Linked DNA regions of Pan troglodytes: region 1 is linked to region 2. Evidence: chromatin contacts called from public capture Hi-C data. All regions are on one chromosome and are shown on one strand. Each heading gives the region's core, a stretch centred on a gene start, on an enhancer-like site or on the middle of the called end of the contact. The rest is flanking DNA. Distances are from core to core; before and after follow the strand shown. Region 1 overlaps REEP1 (receptor accessory protein 1). Region 2 has its middle 35 kb from the start of REEP1.

The links. Capture Hi-C pulls out chosen DNA fragments and counts their contacts.
Region 1: a capture Hi-C map of stem cell-derived neural stem cells shows a contact between it and region 2, with 6 times the contacts expected there. The contact joins two enhancer-like sites. A contact is called at or near these places in 3 of 7 Hi-C or Micro-C datasets (induced pluripotent stem cells and stem cell-derived neural progenitor cells) and 1 of 1 other capture datasets (stem cell-derived neural stem cells).

What each region holds. Positions count from the first base shown.
Region 1 is chr12:36,527,736-36,531,728 of NHGRI_mPanTro3-v2.0_pri, forward strand. All of the region lies in intron 6 of REEP1 (receptor accessory protein 1), which reads left to right. Among named protein-coding and RNA genes, the nearest start is that of MRPL35, 24 kb to the right of the region's middle. Within about 2 kb of position 1,761, at least 11 of the 24 cell types and tissues checked have an H3K27ac peak or open chromatin away from gene starts, as enhancers often do. A contact at or near this core is called in stem cell-derived neural stem cells, where this site is marked.
Region 2 is chr12:36,377,848-36,381,837 of NHGRI_mPanTro3-v2.0_pri, forward strand. No RefSeq gene overlaps it. Among named protein-coding and RNA genes, the nearest start is that of REEP1, 35 kb to the right of the region's middle. Within about 2 kb of position 2,029, at least 2 of the 24 cell types and tissues checked have an H3K27ac peak or open chromatin away from gene starts, as enhancers often do. A contact at or near this core is called in stem cell-derived neural stem cells, where this site is marked.

The sequences.
Region 1 (3,993 bases), core at 511-3,010, 150 kb after region 2:
TGACCCTGCGGTGCCAGTGGCTCCAGGCAATTGCAGGGATTTCTGTCTATTCACACTGTAGTTTTGAGTCTGCAAATTCTGTGAGCCATTCCAAAAGCCTCTAATTCTGGGAGACTGGCACTTGGGGGTCGGGGAGAGTGGCTGCCCTGTCCTCCATTCTTCCCCTGACACTGCTCTGTGCTGCTCTCAGAAGCCCTTCCTGCCATGACATCTGGTGGTTTCATGATCAGACACAGTGTTTCCAGTGCATTTCAATAGAGCTGTGGTTGATTGTAGGAACTGAATAGTTCTGGAAGGCTGCATGTGCATAAGAGTGTGTCCAGGATTCAGTGTCCAAGTTCTGGTTCCTTATCCCCGAGCAGGTTGGGAGCTGCTGGGATGGGGGTTGCTGGACAGTGGGAAGCAGGTGAGGCCTGGTGGCGGCCTCAAGACCTGGAAGCTGTTGCCCTAGCCCTTCCTTTCTTGGGCCTCCGCCTCTCCAAGGGCCTCTTAATACCTGTGCCCTGGCTCTCAGGTCTGCATGCAAGGAACCCTTTGATGATTGGCCTACACCATTCCCTCTGAGGCCTTGGGAAAGCTCCTGCACTCTGCAGGCCTCAGTCTCCCCCTCCATGAGGTGTCCCTTGGTCCTCCCAGCTCTGACAGTCTCTACTGGATTGTGCAGTGGTGGCAGATGGTGTTGGGGGAGGTCTGTCTTGCACCTGGGGCTATAGGCTGACTCTTAAGCAGTAAGAGGATTTCACAGTTGTCGGGGACACTTTCCTCCTGGTCCCCTGAAATGTTGTCACAAGGGGCGCTCACTCAGGCCAAAGCCTGGGAAGATTCAAATTACCTCTGGGGCCATGCAGAGCCCCAGGATCCCTCAGCAGACAGGAACATTTTCTAGGAGTTGTAAATTCAGGTCTTAATTCATGATGGGGGTAGGGAAAGGAGGCATTTCGGAGGCTGCTAAGTGCCTTTTAGGGCAGTGACAGAGCTTAGAGGCCCCAGGGGCAGCAGCCTCTATTCTAAGCTGCACATCTCAGATGCCAGAACATTCTCTTCCCATCTTTGCTCTGTTCCTGCCCCATTTGTCAACCGATTCCCTATTGTTTTCTGCATGTCTTTGTCTCTTTTTTTCTGTGTGTCTATTATTATCTCTCTCTCTCTCTTTTTTTTTTTCTCTGCCTACCTCTATGTCATATAGAACTGAACTCTGGATTACTACCTGTGTGGTTAGTCATAGAGGTGTCCCTCCCCCCCTTTTAAAATCAAGCATGTAGGACATAATTTTTAAAAGCAGTCATCCTTTTTGTCCTCTCAGAGAGAGAGAGAGAGAGAGAGAGAGAGAGAGAATTGCATTTTGAGTGTGGCCTCTGGGCAGTGTCCTTCTGATTATAGCAGGAGGAGCTGCCTGAGGTTTAGAGCATGGGAAGTGAGTGAGCATGTGTGTGTCTACATGTGTGTATGTGAGTGTGTCTGTGTGTGAGTGTGTGTGGATGGGGATGTGTGCATGGTGCACACGTGTGAGTTTTAGTGCCAAAGACCCTTCTCTAACGGAATGTTCTTTTCTCTCTCCTCGGTGCTGTTGGGGACGTGGATGTAAGTGTTCCAGACAGGCGTGCTCTTCTGCAGACATCTGCTGCCTTCCATTAATGCTCCCGCTAATGTGTGCTGTGTGGGATGTTTTTGCTAACCTGGGGGAGGTTCTGCTGCACTGCAGGGGTGGGGCAGCCCTGGGCCCACTGCAGGCTACACAGGCCTTTAAAGGGCTGAGAGGCTCTGCCAGTTTCTCCCTCCCTCCCTTCCCCACAGAGAGAAGAGGTGGAGCCTGCAGCCCTGGCTGCTGTAGCCCTGCTGACACATTTGCTAATACAGAAACATCAGCCAAGGCCACACACCCATTCCCCTGCTGTGGAAGACAGCAGAGACCCTGCCCTTTCCTAGAAGCAACCCAGCTTTGGGCATCATAGTGGCAGCTCTGCAGGCTCAAGGCCGTGGCCACCATCACCTGAGGTTTGCAAGTTGTTATGGCCATGACCTTGGGCGGGAGACCCTCCTCCCATACACATTGTCTCTGGGAGCCAATTAGAGTACTAAGATGTGGATAGCAATACTCTTTCAGGCCTGTTGCCAGGGGTAAGGACCTGTTGGGTCACCAATCTTTAGATCTTCAGGGACAAGAACACGGAGGAGGCAGAGCATGGGATTTTCTACCCAGCTACTCACTCTCCTGCTCCTCCTGGTGCCCCTGTTTTGGGACTATGTTCTGTGGGGTTCATTTCTCCATTTATACTCCTTCCTGATATAAAAAGGAGTTAGGTCTACTTGTGGAAATATATCTAAAGTAGCAAATCAAAGTAAGAAAATTGAAGCATGGGGAAAAGGGAGTGGGCAAGTAAGATGGAATCAGTGGGGAGAAGGACATTTTAAATGCATGCCATCAAGGTGTAGACTGTTGAGACACCTGGCTTCCTTGAAACCACTGCAAAGAGGGAAATACAATTATTAAGAGATTCAGTCCACTGTGCAACAGCCAGCTAGAGGCGTGGAAGCTTGTCTTATTTAGAATGTTTATTCTCACTGGTTCTGAGAGTAAGGCAAATATTATAGACAACACTCTTGGCAGAAATGCTCAGCGGACACGGTGACTAGGAGATGTCTTCTCTTCTTAGGAGGTTCTCTCTGTAGCTTCTTCCTGAGGCTATTCTGGCTCCCTCACTGCCCACACTGGCCTCTTTTGCTCCCAGCCTCTGCTGGGCTGAGCACTTGTTTCTATTCCTGCTTGGATATCTGGGTTGTCCCTGAACCATCACTCCTACTGGGCTGGAGGGTCATTTCTTTTCTACCCTGCAATCCTTGCAGTGGAGAACATGCACAAAGCCATTTTGGTTTCAGTCCTGAGATTATAGTGATGATGGTGATTTTGGTAAGTGTGAGTTCATTGCTCAGCCTCAGTGAATCCAGACTGGATAACTGGCCTGGGTTGTTAGATGCCTGAGGATCTCACGGTGACTTTGGGCCACCTTCTGACACCCACAACCATCAGTACAGGGAAAGCCCTGGACCTGGATGTGGAGGGTACAGCATATGCAGAGGCACAGTCTCGAACCGGTACCCACCCCACTTCCATGTCATGGAGTTTGCTGCTGGGGTGGAGCTGGCCAGGCTGCTTCTGCAGTTTTTGCCTTGGTCTGAGGGCTTTTGGTCTTTTTTCCCTCCTGCCAGGCAGGAGGTATCTGTGTCCAGAAGGAATTTCCTGGTTTGGTTAATGGGGGTGTCAAGCTCTGACTTGGGACTAGAGCTGAGCTCTCTGAGATGACTTCAGGATTCTATTTAGTTTAGTTGATGAGTGGCCACTGTGTGCCCAGCCCTGGGTCAGGTGCTCAGAGAGACTGAGGGAGGATCAGCCATGGCCCCCCAATCTCAGGATGCCTTCTGTTGGCTGAGGCAATGAGACTGACATGAGGACCAGGGCACCCAACACAAGCTGTGTGGCACAGCCTCCAAGCACTGTCGGGTGTCAGAGTGGGGAGGCCAGGGAGGGTCAGAGTATTCAGCGAGGGCTCCCTGGAGTCACTGGTCTTTGTGCTCAACAGGATGCAGCTGATTAGGACAGAGGAAGGGAGCAGAGGACAAACTAAGCCCAGAGTAAATAAGCTGAGGGAAGTGCAGAGTAGAAATAAAATAATAATAGTAATTTAAAAATCAAAGGAACATCAGTGATCTCAGGACTTTACTTACTAAGGCCCAGTCTGAACCAATCACACCCCAGCCTAAAATTCAGCTTTGCGTGTTGTGCTGCCTCCTGCTGGCTGTTGGGGAGCACAGCAGTGGTAACTGGTAAAGCTGCCCAAGATTAGGGTTCAGTTGTCTGTTTTTTTACTCCACGCCTGGTGGTGTTATAGTCTACCAAGTCCACTGTTGATGGAGAGAGAGCACATTCGGTGGCTGAATATGTTCTTAGGAGCAGGGTGTCTCAGGAAGAGCTGTGGTTTCTATCTGGAGGCCTCA
Region 2 (3,990 bases), core at 779-3,278:
ACAAAGAAATGATAAATGTTTGAGTGATGGATATGCCAATTACCCTGATTTGATCATTATACATTGTATGCATGTATTGAAATATCACATGTATCCCATAAATATGTACAATTTTTGTGTCAATTAAAAGTAAAAAAATTAAAAGACAGTTTAAAAACTTTCTGTGAGTCTATAATTATTCCAAAAAGAAAAGTTTAAAACACACATACAGAGTTTTGTTTTTTAACAAATTAAGTTTTATCATACAGATAGAGCTTTTTAAAAACCCAACAGGGAACAATTCCTATATTCTGCTTGGCAACCTTCTTTTTCCAGGTGAATATCTATAGAATTACCTCATTCTTTACCTCATTCTTTTAACATCAAAATAGTACTATTTTGTACTTATGGATATATCATAATTTATTTAACTATCATCTACTGATGAGCATCGAGATTGTTTTTACATTTTCACTGTTTCAAAAAAATGCTGTAATAAACACTGCTTCTCAATATGCCTTTCTGGACTTTTGGTATTATTTCCAAAGTTTCCTAAGCGTGTTATTGCTGGCTATAAGTGTATGTATAATTTCTACTTTAACACACACAGGCAAATTATGCTCTTTCACTCTTGCACTGGTTTACATACCATTCAACATTACAAAGGAGTTCCAATTCCCCCACTCTCACTGTGGATGGATGCTCTAGGTCTACTTAATCTTTGACACTCAATGGGTTAAAATCATGTCTTCCTGTTTCATTTTGTATATATTTGTTTTTGAGGTCGAGAATTTTTTATTTCTTTATAACCATTAGAATTTCTGCTCCTGTCAATTGCCTGTATACGTGCTCTTCTTCCTTGCACACCCCACCATTACTGAATGTTAGCCTCTGGATTGCAGAGTCTTTGTTTGTTTACTTCAGCACCCTATCCTCAGCATGTAGAATAGTGCTGGGCACGTGCTTGGGATTCATCAAAACCATTCGAAAAAGATGGATTGATAAATAGCTTTTTTCCTGTTTCGCTGTTCATCTTCTTCTTATTGACTTGTAGAAAATATTTGTATATTAGGAATATTAATGTCGATTTTCCCAGTCTATTGCTATCTTTTTTAAAAGATATATTTATTTATTGGTATTGTTTCCAAAGAAATAATACAATTACTTGATACCAAAATAGAATTATTTGGATAGGGTGGTGAAGTAAACAACATGCAAAAAAGAAAATACTTCAAAAAGTAATTTTCCTCCTCACTCTGTATTACAGCTGCCTACATCTGGTCCCAGCACATCCATTACCAGTTTCTTGGGTAACATTCCTGAGCTGCTGTATGCGTAGACACACTTATGTCATCTAACCTGGCTTATAGTGTCTTCCATCTTTCAAGATATTTTTACATAATCAAACAACATTGTTTATCCTGTAGGATTTCTGCCAGCCTGGATTTTTGCTGATTGTTTCCCCTTGGTGTCTTTTAACATGTTTCTCTTCTCCCTATATTCCCTGTAAATTAGTGAGGTTAAATCACTTCTGTACTCAAAATCCTCCACTGGCTTCTCAAAATGCAAGCCAGAGACCCTGCAATGTCCTCCAAGGAGCTGTGTTAGTGCTGATCAGAACAATGTTACCTGTCCAGCACACTCTGGGGCTCTTGTCCCATGCATATGCTCAGCCACCAGTTCTAGGATCCTCATTGCCAGCTAGCCGGCAAATGACCCATTTGCAAAATCCCTTTTTACAGTTGGCTTCCTAGGACCACTCCTGGCACCAACTATATTACAATGAATTCACATTCTGAGATGGAAAAAGGCTTACAGAGGGGTTATTGGAAAGTGTTGGCAGTTATGCGTCTTGCAGATGGGAATAAGGGAACAAGGAAGGCAGGAACGGGGAGAGATAGAAACCGTCCTGTAATGTGGTGACAGATCCTAGATCCCAGGGGGAGCTCTTGAGCTGGAACAATGCCTTATGATTGCTCCAAATTGAAGCAGGACAGGCTGGCTTTTGTATCCCTACATCAGCCAGTCACTGACTATGTGTGGACTGCTCCCACCCGGGGGCCAATTCCCCACAGCCAGGGCAATTCCCAGTGGATACTGGTCAGCAACCAGTATTCTCAGCAGCTGAGAGATGAGCATCTGCCCTGGAGAAGGGATATGGGAGGAGTGCCCCAGAACCCATGATAGCCAGGCCTCCAGTCTTGGTCTGGTCTCATATGATAGCAGTCATAGAGTTCACACCACTTTCTACCCGGTATTCCCTCAAGGCAAAGGGATCCTGGAGATTAGCATTTCTCTCCTTTTTTAAAATCTAACTACTGTATCTTTCTTGGGGAAGGGAGGCTCAGAAAAATGTGACAGCTCCCTCATGCCACTTAAGAGCCGTGGGAACACAGGTAAGACTGTCCCAGAACCCCTGTGTCCCTGGCATCCCATTCAGTCATTGTCACGCTACAGTTTCCACTGCAAAAGGGCATGAGACACTCCTGTGAGGTACCAGAGTTCTGGAGAGAAAGAGCAAACAGAGCTCCTCTGCTCTCAGCTCTCCAAACTTACTCTGCCTCTGTTTATGCTGTCCAAACAGGAGCCGTAGCCTCGTGTGGGTATTGAAATTTCAATTAATTTGAGGTCTTGCTTCCTCTCCAGCTGTCTTCTGCCCCCACAGGCCAGAGAGGAGTTTCATGTCCTTTCTAGTGTGCATGTGTGTGTGACCATGTGTGTGTGTGAGTATAGGGGGGCCATATTGGTTGATAGTTTAAACAACTCTCCCGGTAGCTATCCCATTCATCTTATTCTTTCATGTTTCCTCAGTGATATCTGTTATTAAATTGCCTGCCTTCCATCAGACTCTTGAAAAGAGGAAGGACTTGGTCACACTGTGACTTATTAAAAGTGTCCTATGAAAATTCAATGCTTTTTTATTGTATAAGAAGCTATTAAAATAATATAGATTAATATATTTTATTATTTGACTTGAAAGTTAGATTATTTTATCATTATGCAGCATGCATATCTTCACCATAACTGAGTTCTTTTAAAAAAGAAAAACAAAACCAGAATTCTGGAATGCTGTTCTGGCAAGCGAAAACCTCAGAAAAAGAGAATCTCATCTTATCCCAGTGATTGTTTCAGAAGGAACATCGGATACAAATGAATTGGTAAATATCTAGCAGAGGAGGAGGGAGGGTTGAGCAGGAGGGAGGGAAGTTCTGCAGTCAGTAAATACACAGTGGCTGCTGTCAGGAGCAGAGTTTTATGAAGGCCATGTTATCACACTGCTGCATATTTTTGTTCTCTCTCTCCTTCTGCACAAAGGAAGGAAAGATTCAAGAGATATAGGAAGAGGAAATGATATGGGCAGAAAGATCTCTGTCTCCACCCACACCCCAGTGGAGCTGTAAACAGGCCGTTAAAAGTCTGTACTCCTGAAGAAAAATCAGATCTTAAACGTAAGCTTCCAGAAGGAATCGTGAAGCCAGGCTTCTCTCCTGCTACTGAATGCTGGAGATGTACATATTCCTTAAAACATGCTCACATTTTTTAAATTATAAAGGTAACACATGCTCAGTCTAGGAAATATGAAAAATATAGACAAGCATGGAGAAGAAAAATAAAAATCACCGTCCAGAGAGATAAACACCATTATCATGCCTTCTGTTTTATTAAACATACACACACACTCTTTTACATTTTAACATAATTGGGAATGTACCACAGATACTATTCATGTTCTTTTTTTCCTTTTTACATTATACCATGAGTATATTCTCATTCCATTAAAAATTATTTTAAAATATCATTTTAATGACCTATATTTCACCTTGTAAACACATCAGAACTTATTGAACCATTCCCCAGATATCAGACTTCTAAGCACGTTTTCTGTCTTTCTAATAAATATCACAGCAATGAACAACTGTTTACCTCTGCTTGTCTTTAGAAATGGAAGTCCTAGATGAAAAGGCATCAATTTTTATAAAGTTTTTGATGCACACATGGCCAGGTACCCAT